3 separate regions of the Rattus norvegicus genome follow, and regions 2 and 3 are each linked to region 1. Evidence: chromatin contacts called from public Hi-C data. All regions are on one chromosome and are shown on one strand. The core of a region is the stretch at or near the end of the contact, and the rest is flanking DNA. Distances in the headings are between cores, read along the strand shown. Region 1 holds the start of Ccdc90b (coiled-coil domain containing 90B). Region 2 overlaps Dlg2 (discs large MAGUK scaffold protein 2). Region 3 holds the start of Ddias (DNA damage-induced apoptosis suppressor).

What was found. A called contact is a pair of places that touch in the nucleus more often than the background predicts.
Region 2: a Hi-C map of the A7r5 cell line shows a contact between it and region 1, with 6 times the contacts expected there. The contact joins the enhancer-like site here to the promoter of Ccdc90b in region 1. A contact is called at or near these places in 9 of 12 Hi-C or Micro-C datasets (the A7r5 cell line, Schwann cells, frontal cortex and 5 more) and 1 of 1 datasets of contacts at active chromatin or transcription factors (oligodendrocytes).
Region 3: a Hi-C map of liver shows a contact between it and region 1, with 5 times the contacts expected there. The contact joins the promoter of Ddias here to the promoter of Ccdc90b in region 1. A contact is called at or near these places in 7 of 12 Hi-C or Micro-C datasets (the A7r5 cell line, the Rat2 cell line, Schwann cells and 3 more) and 1 of 1 datasets of contacts at active chromatin or transcription factors (oligodendrocytes).

Annotation. Positions count from the first base shown.
Region 1 is chr1:156,042,466-156,047,372 of GRCr8, forward strand. Ccdc90b (coiled-coil domain containing 90B) reads left to right here and starts at 2,727. Exons shown (of 9, transcript NM_001024885.1): 1 at 2,727-3,128. The coding sequence starts at 3,029.
Region 2 is chr1:155,572,454-155,577,360 of GRCr8, forward strand. All of the region lies in intron 12 of Dlg2 (discs large MAGUK scaffold protein 2), which reads left to right. Among named protein-coding and RNA genes, the nearest start is that of Ccdc90b, 470 kb to the right of the region's middle. Within about 2 kb of position 2,203, at least 1 of the 93 cell types and tissues checked has an H3K27ac peak or open chromatin away from gene starts, as enhancers often do. A contact at or near this core is called in the A7r5 cell line, where this site is marked.
Region 3 is chr1:156,340,257-156,345,163 of GRCr8, forward strand. Ddias (DNA damage-induced apoptosis suppressor) reads right to left here and starts at 2,613. Exons shown (of 6, transcript NM_001126294.1): 1 at 2,542-2,613; 2 at 1,399-1,482. It overlaps Prcp (prolylcarboxypeptidase), which reads left to right and starts at 3,638. Exons shown (of 9, transcript NM_001106281.3): 1 at 3,638-3,858. The coding sequence starts at 3,700.

The DNA.
Region 1 (4,907 bases), core at 1,477-3,976:
CAATGGGCTCCTCTGTCTCGGAAATTACACAAAAATCTGTAAAATAAGCTTGAGAAGGAACAAAGAACTGACCTCTATCCTTTCACACATACGCCCCCTAGTGCCAAGAACTAGCAAATATGCTAAAGTAGGAAATGAAATCCAGATAAAGCGATTTCACTGGCCTCTTTAAAAATGTACTGGACTCACTTGCAATAGAGGAAAAAGACTGACTGTTTGAGCATAGGGTATGAATTCTCTTCTATTTATGGCACCCAAACTGAAGTAGCAGTGTCTGGAGCTTCCAGTCACCCCAAGCAACTGTGCCAACCTTAGCCCTGAGTCTTTAGGTATACCGGTCTTTGAAAGAGTTTAAGCAAATAGATAGATAGATAGATAGATAGATAGATAGATAGATAGATAGATAGATAGATAGATAGAACTTTGTAGATATATGATAGAGATAAATTTTTCTATAAGCAAGTATTACATACACACACACACACACACACACACACACACAGTCTCTGATATTCCTAGTTTTATGTCTCTTTAGGTTTGAGGATTGAAGAGTGGCATCTCTGTGGTTAATTTTATAAGGTGGATTCATGAATCATTCAGCTAAGCTCATTCCATTTATAAGACTTCTCTTTGATAATCACATGCTCATGGACAAGGTGCGGTGTGTCTTGATCCAAGACCTCCCCATGTTTTCCACATACACAATGAAATGCTTATAGATGCTATGTCACTGTAGAGAAAAACCTGGGAACCCACCAAAGAAACAAGAAGTAGCTTTGCCTTCTGGTGGGTATTTATTACCTTGGCACTGAATTAGCACTATTCTTCTCCCACTCGCTAATGAGGTAATTTAGCACAAATTACTTGAAAATGGCTTTATTATATATGTGGTTGGCAAGAAGTAGTGCTTATCTAAACTTGGTGTGCACAAAAGTAAAACACAATAAAAGTGGTCGTCCGTGATGATAAACTGGGACTACTACTGCTTCTAAGCTTCCAAGCCTTTGGGTTACTTCAGAGTAGCTGCAATTCTAATGCCCAGGACACTTCACACCAGTGGCACAGCAATAACAACAACAACGACAACAACAACAACAACAACAACAGCAACAACAACAACAACAAGAGATGTTTTTGCAACATTGGTGAATGGCAAAGAGTTCCCTCCTGGAAAGAGACTTAAACGGACTCTGAACTTACTGTGGCTCAAAAACTTTCAAATTTTCTCGAGTCCACTGTATGAACCTCAGAATCATACTCATTCTTCTTTGTTAACCTCTATTTTCCCTAATTCTACCCAGCATCCATGCATTCCTTTACCCCTATCTAAAGGTTTCTTTTCCAAATTATGGCCATACTTCGAACACTCAGATTCATTTAATGTATATTTATCAAAGGCTTGTTATGGGCCAGGCACTATGCTAAATACTAGACTTCAGCAATAGATGTGGTTACCACCCTCCTGAAGGACATAGATCAGCTCATGGCAGGAAGGGTTGTGTTCTTAACTAAACCACCAAAGGTGCACGCAGCATAAAGGCTTCAGGAGATGGCGCGTCAGCTGGGATCTGCCCATTACGAAGAAGGTGATCTAATACATTAGAAAATGCTCTCCAAGTTGCAACATATGCAAAGGCCATGAGTAAGAACAGATTAATAAAGTGTGTTTGCTCTCTCCAACCCTGTCTCCCGGACCCTGTGTTCTACTATCTCTGCTTACGGAAATCCTCGAAAACAGGTTTGAATCCTACCTCTCCCCTCTTTTCTAAATTCTTTCATTAGTGTACATTCACTGTACAAGTGATGGGTTTAATAATGGCATTCTTACTCAAGAATATAATTACTTTATGCTTGTTTATTCCCCATTAACTGCTCCTGTTACCCTCCCCTTCCTCTTTCCTAATAGTCCCTCCCCTTCTTTTTTTTTTTTCCTTTTTTTTTTTTTTTTTTTATTAACTTGAGTATTTCTTATATACATTTCGAGTGTTATTCCCTTTCCCGGTTTCCGGGCAAAAATCCCCCTCCCCCCTCCCCCCTTCCCCTCCCCCCTCCCCCCTCCCCCTCCCTTCTCCCCCCTCCCCCTCCCTTCTCCCCCCTCCCCTTCCTTATGGGTATTCCCCTCCCAACCCTCCCCCCATTGCCGCCCTCCCCCCAATAGTCTAGTTCACTGAGTCCCTCCCCTTCTAATGCTAGGAAACCATCTGCAGTAGAGAGATGTGTCTCCTGCCTCTGTCCCTAGTACCCCCGATAGAATCATTTTTATTTCCTTCCATGTGTAATCTACTAAAGTACTTGCTGGTGGGAACCAAGTTTTGCGTTTAATGAGCCTCAGAGCTTGAAATGGTGGTTGGTAGGTAGCTGATTCCCACAAAGTTGAAGTCTAGGTAAGACAATTGTAACTAGTACGTTGTTTGATACCAGGTGGAACAATGACTTTGGAAACTTAAGTCGGAGAGAGATAAACCATGAACGATATCGACCCAGTAAATGGAGAATTTTCATTTCGTTTTCCTGAAGGAAAGGCCTAAAACAGTTGGTCCTCCAGTGCACCAGAGGGCCAAGCAGAAAGACGCGAAACTACAAATGTGTGCAGCGGTTTGTACTTCCATAAGCTTTCTGGGCGAGGAAACAACCCGGTCTCATCCCCACAATCCTCAGCAGCGAGGACTGCGAGTCCCATGGTGCTATGCGACTACACAGGACTCGGTTTAGAAAGCTTGCTGTGGGACAAACTCGCCACCAGCAAATGGGCGCCAGAGGTTCTCCAAGATCCCGGTTTCTTAGGGCGGTAAAGGCGGGAAGAGATGGGGAAGGGGCGATGGACTAGAGGGATAAGCTCTGAGTCATGAGAAGTGTGGCTCTGTGAAGAGGCCTAGCTTTGTTAAAGAAAAACCCCACAAGTGTTTTAGTGACAGATCGGAAACTACATTTCCCAGCATCCTTATGGTGAGAGAACTTCATTGTCCGAAAGCCTCTGCGAGAATCAACAACATTCCGCTTCCCTTTGCTGACCCGGAGCTCCGAGAATATGAGGAACCGCTGGATTTGGCGGTTCCTGCGTCCCGAGTGCAGTGGAATCCGCTGGATTTCAAGTCCCCACGGGCGTCTGTCACCCGCCCTGCGGAGAGGTGAGGCGAAGACTCGCTCAGGGAGAATGTTCGGGCGGGTGTGCCTGCTCAGGCGTCCGCGAGAGTGACACACCCCCTACAGGGCCCCGCCCACCCGCGCAAAGCCACCCGCGAGGCTCCGGGGAGGGCGGGTCGCTGGCTGAACCGATGGGGTCTGTTGGAGGGCTGCCTTCCTTTTAGACCCAGCGGACTTGCCCTTCCGCTAGGCTTCTGAATTGGTGGGGGCACGGAGCGGGGTTCAGTGTCATAACGTTAATGAACTCTTAGGTAGTTTGCGAGTATCCTGGTTTACAAATTACATAGTGGGGTTTTGTTTTGTTTTTAAATGCCCTGGAACCTATACATTTCCAAACACTTGGGCCCTTTGTTAGTCTGTGTATCCAGGAGACTATCTTACTTTACTCTGAGAACTATTTCCTAGAGTTTTTTTATACTTTTGTTTTTCATTTTTTTCCACCGTAAAAGGCATCCCAACCTCCACATTTTATTATTTCTGGATCTATTATGAATTTGAGCTATTCAGACACATTTCTCCTCCCTCCACACTTGTGTGGTTTTGTTGTTTGCCACTGTTTTGTTTATAGCCTGTTATTTAATTCTATTTATTCCACTAACTTGAAGTCAAGGCTGCCCTTGTCTGCTGTTTAACTGCTAGAATTAGTCACATCTTTGATTACGTATTTAGATAGTATAAATACACAGTCTGATGGACTTTTCAAAAAAGGATAGGGATGTGGGTCCACTAGTAAAAGCATGTGCTGCACAAGAATAACAACACACAGTAGAATCCCCAGTACCCTCATAAAAGGCCCTTGCTGTGGCTCTCAGCCATTCCAGGTTCAATGAGAGCTGCCCTTTTAGAGAAATAGGAGCATGACAGCAGGATACAAAGGCCTCACACACAAAGGGGTAGCATTATTTTGAATATGAGGAAATAATTCAAATCTCAATTTATCTGTGTACTTTTATCAAAATTATAGCACCCCAGGAAAATGTTAATATTTTAATATAATTGTCAGGTTATTCCCCTTGAATCTGATTACTCTTGAGAGGAAATCTTGTCCCCTCTCCCTTAAAATTAGTGCATGGTTTGTGTTCCTGCTCACTCTAGACAAATAATGTCAATAGTCTAGCAAATTTGAAAGTTGATCCTTATCCCATGGAAATACCTTATTTGGTCCAACACTCTTTATATAGTGAAATGCAGAGGAAGCTGTGATTTGTCTAAATTTTCTCATTGATGGTGCTGCAGTCTTAATTTGTTATTATTAACCACACTTAGCAGAATATCAGAAACACTACAGATGTTTCTTTTTAAGTACAGATTGCCAGCCTTATGACTAAGAAGTACTGAATTAGTCCTCAGGTGGAGAGGGGAGTGTTTTCATTAGTTCATTTAATTTGCCATAGATCTCCTATAGCACATATACAGCATGTCAGTAGACTCTAATGTTAGGGTATATTCTTTGGAGTTGTTTGAGATGAGTTTCACTGTGTAACCAACCTTAGCTGTCCTAGAGCTCTAGATCAGGTTGGCCTTGAACTCGCAGAAATACACTGGACTGCCTTCTGAGTGTTGGAATTAAACCTGTCCTTTAAGTAATTAGATATATAAGTAGCTTGGGATAAAGTAAAACAACACAGGCTATAGATAAGATGTGAGCTTTGTAGTCAAAAGAACCTAAATTTGAATCCTATTACCTATCACTGTGTCTGTAACCTAAGCAAATTCCTTTGCCTTTTCTAAGCCTGGTATGGTTTGATCTAGTCTGAACTGGT
Region 2 (4,907 bases), core at 953-3,452, 470 kb before region 1:
AGATTAAGGATGATAAAATGAAGGGGATATCAAATTCTCTACTTCTACCAAGGGAGGAGACATAAGGAGCCATAGGTTTTGTTGTTTCTTCTACACAATACAAGGAAATTAAGATAGTGGCTGATTCAAAAAAAGATAAATCAAATTTATTTCTGCATTTAAAATTAGATGTATATGTTTAATATTAATATTAGAACCACAAATCAAGCACGGCAACCAACCAGAATTATAGTCTTGAAAATTACAACTCATGGGACATGACAGTCTCTGGAGATCTGATGGTATACTCTTTATTATACACGATGTTTGAAAAAAGCACTCAATGGCAGATAATACTATCTGGAAATTATTTCCCATTACAGAGGAAACTTTTTTTTGCATTTTAGCTTGCTTGAGTTTATCTAACTTTCAATAGGAAGTATCTAACTTCAAGTTAAATACTGTGATTTTCTTGGGTACTTAGGAGAGGAAAAAATTAATGTTTAGAAGCTCTGATGATATAACAGATGGGAAGGAAATGACAAAGTAGAATTATCAATAATGGAAGGTGAAAGATACAAACTTTACACACACAGCTTAAACTGGACAGTAAGAGCAAGGGGTGCATTCCCAGAAAACACAAAGAAGAAACTCTTAACAATCAAAGCTAAATAAAAGCTCTGTGCATGACACTGGGTCATGTAAGATTAATTTCCAAATTATTCAGGTTAATAGTAACCTAGAAAGTTCAGATGGAGGGAAGAGGGTTTTGAGTATATTTTACTCTCAGGCACTCTTCACAGATAAGAGAGCTGCATAGTAAACAGTGTCCTTGGGATCAAGGGCAGAGTATCCACTCCAGAATAACCCCACCATGCAGACTATAGACTTTACCTAAGAATGTGTTAGATAATGGCTTACAGTAGAACAGCCCTAGTGTACTAGCTTTTGTATCTCCCCTCTCTTCCTCCCTGTCTCTTCCTCTCCCTCTATACTAGGGTTCTCTAGAGTCACAGAATATGGAATGTCTTTCTATATTGAGGGAATTTATTATGAGTCTGTAGTCCAACTCCCCAACAATGGTCAGATGTGAATTGGAAGACCAAGAATCTGGTAGTTGCTCAGTCCCACAAGGCTAGTTGTTTCAGCTGCTCTTCTGTGGATTCCAACAGATACGCTGGCTAATAAATCCAAGTTTCAAAGAGCCAATCTTCCTTCTTCCAATGTCCTTATGTAGGTTTCCAGCAGAAGGTGTGGCCCAGATTAAAGGTGTGTGCCACCATGCCTGGATCTGGGACATGTTTGGTCCAGACTGACCTTGAACTTAGATATCTCCTTGCCTTAGTCTCCTGTGATTAAAGGCATGTACTACTTTGCCTGGGTCTAAGCTGTTCATACCACTATGCCTCAAGATCTCAATGCCAAGATCCAGATCAGAAACTTGTGTCTTCTAGCCTCAAGATCTGGATCACAGGCGAGCCTCCAATTCTGGGCTGTAGTTCATTCCAGACACAGTCAAGTTTACAAACAGGAATAACCATTACATCCTCTCTCCCTACTCCTCTCTCTTACTCTCCCCCCGCAACCCCCCAGACTAGCATTTAAAATGTTACATTTCACATGGCAAATCTTCATTCAATTTTGCTATCACTGGTAACAACTCTAAATTAAGATTTATTTTAGTACAATTGTTTTTAGTTTCTGAGATCTGCTACATGTATACAATATATTTTCACCAAATCAACCCCTCCTCTTCTCCTACTTCTTCTAGACCAATTCCAGTCACTCTAAACTTCTTGTCTTACTTTTATTCTGTCTTTAAAAAAAAAGATAACCCAACTATAGTCATAATGTTAGGCCATCCACTGGAGCATTGACATCCTACCAGAAACCCATCCCTACAGAAAAATGACTCTCCCCCAGCAGCCATGACTGGATTGATCTTGTGCAGGTTTTATGGGTGGCCCCTGCCAGCTGCAGTGGATTCCTGAATGTGATAGAGTCACTGCTAGATGACACTATTTCCCATCAGTCTTCCCAATTTCTGGATCTTTCAGTCTTTCTGCCCTCTGTCTATAATATTTCCTGAGCTTCAACATAGAAGTGCATGATACAGATATTTCTGATGTTTTTTAAAGTATCAGATAACCATGACTAAGGTGGAATTGATATGGTTTGGATGATTCCTTCTTTCAGACAGGGTTTACACAAGATCTGTATCTCCCTCAAAGAATGTTTCATGAAATAGTTGTGGTGCATTGTTACCATAGTTACTTAGCACCATGTGTCTTCAACTGTAGAACTTGTCAAAACGTTTGTGTACCAGTGTGCCTTGGGGAGGATATCCTGAATACAGATAAAGTAATAGTTTTTACAAACTTCTTTAGCCACGAAATCCTTATATAACAAGTACCTTGGAGGACAATAAGGTGAGAAATGTGGGGTGGCCAATTTAAAAGTTTCCATTTATTTTCATTTATTATATTCTTTTTTGCTATTCTTTTTATTTACCATACAATGTAATGGGCTTGATCATGACACTCACAGCTACACCAAGGCACATTGTTCCTTGCCCCCTTCCTCCACTGCCCTCCCCTATTCTACCTGCCCCATCTTTCTAGCCCCCTTCAATCTCTCCAGTAAACCCCCCTCTCTCTGCTTTCAACTCACAGGAAAGTCATTTCCTTCTCGCTGCTCCCCATTCAGACACAGGATGGTGGCTGCCATCTAGTGTTTAGTGTGTGCACATCAGCTGAATACTGCCTGGCGACTTAAAGCATCAGCTAGCCAGGTTCCACTGTGGGCATTTATTCCTGCCTCCCCCACCCCCATCACAACTACAGTTCTGAAGTAGTTAAGATAATGAACAATTTTTAAAAGTCATCACCTTAGATTAAATCCCATATGTCTGTTATAGGTGATCTTTTCTCTCTAATTTCTCCCTTATGTATTTTATTTCTTAGAGATTCATTATGAAAAGAATTCCAATTATTGAACCATCTTAAAGTATTCTTGGGGCAGATTTTAGAAAATTCATCAGGAAAATAAATTAACCAGCACAGTGACCTTCTTGGACATTCTTTCTGAAGAAGGAAAAACAGAATTCTTTCTGTTATTGTTTGTTTCAGTGCTTTGTTGAGAAAAAAAGAAAGGGGGACTAGGCATGTTCTTAAACCTAGGAAATCCAGGAGCACAAAGCCATCAACTCCTGAGGAATCTTCCTGCTGCATTATAACAGAAAAGAGAACATCATATGACAACACAAAACGAGCATACAAAATATGCAAGTTTACAATCTGTGCAAGAATACACAAATGTACAAGCCTACAAAATATATGCCTCCTTCTGTAAAGACACTAATGCTACCATGATAGCCTCATCCCATCCTAATTACCTCCCAAAGGCCTGGCAACTTCCAAATACTGTTAACATACAAATTTAAGGAATTAATTTACGACATATGACCTCTGACGTTTAAATAGGCATGTAACTTCTAACAGTTCAGCTCTGTCCTAAGAGTCCTTTATTCCCATGGTTTGCCAAGGGCATACAGATGCCCCAGTCACATACAACCTTTTAGCCTCTGGAAAAGACAGTCTTTTAAAAACTGCATCACCACCTTTCTTGCCTTCTCTAAAGCCTTCCTATGACTTTCCGTTGTCCTCAGATGCTAAAGTGTTGACGTGGCATGCAAGGTAGTGAAGTGTCTGGCTTCAGCCCACCAGTATAACGCCATGTGTACTTCTTCCTCTATACTCACTCACACTTCTGCCACCCTGGCTTTTCCTTCACCTCCAGCTGGTGTGCTACTAAAAATACCTCTAGTCTGGGTTCAGTCCTGCAGTCAGTCCATACAACTGCCATATCGCAACTGCAGGATTATGAGTAGGTATTGGATTCCAGGAAGCCAGGGTTCTGAGTGACACAGGAAGGCTCAAAACAACAGTTACCTGCTAGCTGTCAAGAAGCATTTAACTACCATAATAAGAGCCCTATATGCAGGCTACCATTTGGGACACTCAATAGCAGAGAGCAGCACCCAAAGTATCTGATAGTGACAGCAGGAAGCTAGTGCTTGGGGTCAGTCTAGCTCTAAGCTAGAAAGTCACTTCAGTTTCTTCTTCTATAAAATGGAAGTGATCATTTCTTGACATATCCTAAAAATCCAATGAGAAGCAATAGACCTAATGTGGTAGGCTCTCATGGCTATAGAATTCCTCTGACAAAGAGCTTTGAGGTTCTTCTGTTATCCAGAAAAAGACAAGCAAACTGGATTCACCATGCTTCCTCAGATAAACATCCACCATTCTCTGGCATAGAATCTTAGCTGTGTAACACACAAATGACAACAAAACATAAGAAACATAATGGGCAGTGAGAACCAATGTTAACACTGCTACTTTCTGGTTAAACCCCTTAAGGCCACTTATTCAGTGTGTCATTATCATACATAACGCAGGTCCAGTGAAAAGATGCCACAGGAAATAGCACAGCAATGAACATAACCTATGGTAGGTGTCCCACAGGATACCTGCTGAACGACTCCCTGTAAATAGCCTTGTAAAGCCCGGCGTTCAATTCAGGGAAACTAGGACTATTTGGTCTCAAACTGGTATTTCTACAATGTGCATGTATAACACCACAACGGTGAAAAGTGTTCATGATCCAGCAGTGAATCAGAGAAAACCCACAGAAATAGAGACCATGAAAGTGTTTTCTAGTCCTTTTGAATTTAAGGACTCCCCCACCACTAGAACATGGATGATTATCATGTGAAATGTGGTTTGGAAATTCTGCCTTAAACTAATCTTCAGAGAACTCTCACATGTGTTTGCTTTGGGAGAAATAAGATTTATACTGTAAAGTCCTTATAGGGCAGCCACTAATTGAATGAAGTGACTGAGTGCTGAGAACAGAACATAAAAGTG
Region 3 (4,907 bases), core at 1,363-3,862, 300 kb after region 1:
AAACACATTCTAGCATCTCGTGAAGCACACTGTGTCTTGGAATTGTAGTTCTATCCTTTTCCTAAATGACTCTATCTAAATATTTAATAAACTCATCAACTCTGCTCAGTCTTTTCTGAGGCATAGTCAATGATCAGGTTTACCTGATGGAAATCCCCAAGGAAGAAGGGAACTTCTCAGGCTGAGGATGGATATGCACGGAAGGCAGAGACAAAATTTACAGCAGAAGGTGAAATGATGTTGAAAACTACTGTTGAAACATTAACCAGGAAAGCCTTGATGCATACAACACAGCTTTTCTGTTTAGTATCATTTCTGAGGTATTTTTAACAGAAACTAAGAAGGGAGCATTTGAGGTAGAACAAAACCAAACAAACCAGGACATTGTGTTCAAGAACAGGAATTTGGTTGTGGATCAGGCTAATAATGCGTTCTATTCATCAATGTGTATCAATGCAACCATGCAAAGACTTCCATAATGCCATTCTTACAGGAGAGCCAAGTGTATTTAGGAGTCTCACAAATTCAAAGTTAATAAGTAACAAAAATCGAATTTTGTTAAGTCTTTCTTGTCACAAAATCCTCTCAATTTTAGTAAGTAATACTATTTCTAACTAACCATATGGCCAAATACTTAAGACTCTCTGTCTCTCCCCCAACATGCAATGTCATATCCAACATTTTTAGCTCACCCTCCCCCCCCTTTTTGAGACATCGTCTTTCTATACAGTTCTGACTCTCTTGGAACTCAATGCATAGACCAGGTTGGTCTTGAACTCAAGAGATCCACCTGCCTCTGCTTCCCGCCCGCCCAGCTTATTCCTTTTTAATATTTATTCTTTTAGAATTTCATACGCTATGTCTTATATTTCTCCACCCCCCCCCACCTTCCTACCCACCCAACTTCAGATTCTATCTCAAAAAACAAAGTTGGAAATGGTGGTAAAAGTCTTTAATCCCACACTCAGGAGGCAGAGGCAGGGTGATCTCTGTGGGTCTGAGGCCAGCCAAGGATACAGAGAGACCTGGTCTCAAAAACAAAACAAAACAAAACAAAACAAAACAACAACAACAACAACAAAACCACCAAGCCCATTGTGATTAGAATACTGGGACTCCTCCCTCCCTTCTCCCTTCCCTTTCCAAGCCATGCCATATTCACCCATTTAAAATCAATTCTTTAGAGGGGACTTTCCAGATCCATGGTTATTTCTAGACCCATTTTTTTTAAAACATAAGATTTTCCTCCATAGCCCTTAAGTCTCTTTGTATCTCAGGCTGGCTTCAAACTAGAGATTCTCATGACTCCAGAGTGCTAAGGTTATCAATATAGGTCTCCATACTCAATTTTGCTATTCTGTTTAATTCTATCCAAAAAGGGGGCAGAGGGGTACTTACCCTAGGACAGCAGTCTCTATTGGTAATTGAAGTCATCCAAAACCTGGCCCTTCTTGGCATAATGGGAGGCACTTAAAATTTTATCTGAGGAATGAATAAAAAAAATGACAGAGTGCTCTGTGATCCAGTTTTAAAAGGTCAAAAAATGCTTTAAATTTAAGATGCTTTTAAAAATGCTTTCAAAGTCAGCCTTGGTGGAACGTAACTATAAATCTAGCACTTGGAAGATAGAGGCTGGATGATCAGAAGTTCAAAATCCTGTTCTCTTAACTCACACACATAAAACAAACCAAACCAAACCAGAAAGGCTTTGCAAACTAAGAAATCACTAATGAGTCAGGATAAAAAGAAGTTTTGGAGGTTGAGAGGATGGTGCCTTTGAGGAATATACAAGATAACCTGGGGTTGGGGATAATTCAGTATGTCATGAACAGTGTGTGTGATATCCTGGGTTTTATCTCCTACCCCGAGAGGGTGTGTAAGTGCAGGTTGGAGAGGCAAGCAAGGCCAAAGAGCTTTTTAACCTACCTTAAGGAATTTGGACTTAAAACATCGGGAAAATAGAAGCATCTAAAACAAGATAAATGGTGAGTATCTTGGTCAAAAATTTTCACCTATCTGCCTGGTCTTATGGAGAATGGATAAACAGGGGAAACAGCTGAAGGCTACTGTCACAGCATACAACAGTCACAGGTTAGATTATGGTAGTGGCAGTGTTCAGTGGGGCTTGAATTTTCATCTTAGATGTGGATTCGAGAGATCAAGGAAAATAGAAAAGCTTCAGTTTCTGGATTGCGTGCATTATTCGGTAAAATACTTTTTCTGGGCAATCAGAGTAATCTGAAAAAGCAAAACAAAGCATCTTTGCCAGCAACTGGCAATATTCCGCACAGTAGTCTGATGACATATTTTTATGTCCCAGTTTAAAGTCGAGCCTTTTCCTTTCTGGGGCTCTGCAGCAACCGTAAAGTGTAAACATTCACTAAAGAACGTGAAAAGGATTGACTCTCTCGTTTAACGTCGTATCCGGCTTTTACGGCCAAGAGTCTTGAAATAAATCCAAATGGAGCTCAAGGTTACAGTGCCTCGTCAGCAGTCTCTCTACCTAGAGCCCCCCAAGAATTCCTTTCTTCAGCTTCTCACCTGAAGCAAAGGACCCAGGCAAGCCCGGGCAACCATGAAGGAACTCCGGCCTCCCGGACAGCCGCTCTCCAAACGCTCGCAATCGAATCTCCCGCGTCCTCTTCCGCCGGAAATGTCGTCTTGACGGTCTTTAAGGAGAGCCAATCAGAAAATGCTCCGCAGGGCGTGTCGCTTATAACCCCGGCAAGCGACCCTCCTTGTCAAGCCAGGGGTAGCTGTGGGTTTTGAGAGACGTTCTTCTTCGACTGGTGGAGCGGTAGTTCTCTCAACGAAGTGCGGGGGAAGCCGGGAAGGCTCGAGGCGTGGGAAGGGGTGGCTGCACCCCTCAGACGAACGCCGAGGGCGTTGGAGCCGTGAAAGTTGGCGCCGCGGGCTGGACAGGAGGGGGCGCTGTTGACTACAACAGGGAGTCGCCATCGCGGAGCCTGGATGGATTATCCGGGTTGAGGGAATGTTTGGTCTGCACGAAAGACTCAGCGGCCACAGAAAGGACGGGTCGTGCGAGCAATGCGGCGGATGGGGTGACCCGAGAACTGAATAACATGGGGCTGGTTAGGCGGGAGCAGCGGAGTGGAAGAGCCCGAACAGCCTACAAGGGAACAGGGCGCTCTGTGACCCTCGCTCCATTTCCTGCTACTTGAGGGACCTAGGATCGAGTCCCTCTACTTGTTTCCTCATCTAAGTAGAGAGGCAAACACTGAAAGGTTGCTGTTTTGGTTGAGGGAGGGTCACGTGTGTGCCGTCATGCCTGGTGACAATAGACTCTCTCTTCCTCCCTCCTCCTCCCGCCCGGTGTTGTTACCGTGGGACTGAGGTTGCGGGGACAGTGTGATGGTGACAATAAAGGCAGAGATATGACATAACCTAGAGAGGCGATAGGGCTTGGGGAGCCATAGATAAGGATGAGGCAAAAAACCCTGCGTAGTAAAGGCCGACGTAGAGTGTGACCTCAGTGGAGGTGGGCGGGGAGAAGGAGGATGGCAAGTGGCAAGGGTGGAGGCAACGCCTTTGAGACCAGGGGCCGCCTGGTTTTAGGTTTCCCGAGGGAGGAGCTGGTCTGCAGCGGGCGGAGCTACGAGCTGGGCCTGGCTTAGTAGTGCTTTTCTGCGGGTGGCTCTCTTTCTTTAGCCGCCCACACTGTGGCTGCTGTCCTGAGCCATGGGCTGCTGGGCTCTCCTGCTCCTGCCTTTTCTATCACTCGGGGCCGCCACAACCATCCGGCCTAGGCTAAAGACCCTCGGCAGCCCGCACTTGTCAACTAACACACCCGACCCTGCTGTACCCAGTAGCTACTCAGTTCATTACTTCCAACAGAAGGTAAGCGGAGGCTGGGGAGTAAGGGTTCTAGGTCTCTGGTCCCAATCGCTCGCCGGTACCTTGCTTGGCTGTTACAGCTTGATGAAGCACCGCTGCCCACTCCAAAATTCAAACTCTGATACTTAGGACTTGATTTAGTTTTAGTTCACCTTTTCTGGAGGGTAGCTTTAAGCCTTAGTTATTCGAGTGTTCCCCATCAGAGACCGCGAGAAATCTATTCCTCCAGTTCTGGACGTCCAGGATACATATTTTTACCACTTCATCTCAGAAAATGCCTCAATTTGAACTTTTTTTTTTTTTTTACCTTGGCTAAAACCAAATTATGGAGACTAACCTTTGACCCCATCTCTCTCAACTCAAATTCTAATGTATGGAGGCTAACCTTGACCTTTAAGTCTCTCAACACGAATTCTAGTGTACCCATTACCTAATATAACAGGGTAAAGCGCTAGCCTATTCGCTTCACTAAACAGCTTCTCTCAGCTGAAATACTACCTTTAGAGGCTGAAGGTCTGTATCCTGATCTGAGGTGAGTGCAAGGATCAGGTCTTTTCTGGTCTGTGAACTTGAGTTCACAGTTTTAAGACAGACTTCTCCAATGCCTTTGTATTTTGCTGCAGCATGAGACATTACTCTATAGGTCTGAATGGAAAAGTACCTGTGTCCTCTGAAGTGACAGGATATATAATTCTATAGTTCTAGGAGTCTCTGAGGCCTGAATGGACAAGGCACTGGGATTAGCAAGTGTACAGTAGTCTGATCTTGGCTTTAGAAATCATACCAGGATTCCGGCCTTACCCTGTAATCTTAGAGAGGTTTCAGGGTAGTTTCTGAGCCAAGTTTCTTGGTTTGCTGAAGAGGGTTGCAGTGGTGACTAACTGAAGCTGGCACCTAGCAGAGTAGCTGCCTCAGTGGACAGTTATTGATGCATGGTTACTGATAGGAAGTTTGACTAGGAATTAAGAGGGAAGACATGGGGTTGTAGAACAATTTCATTTTGAAGTTAAAAAAGACCTAGAAACTTGTGTTTGGGTTTCTAAAAAACAGAA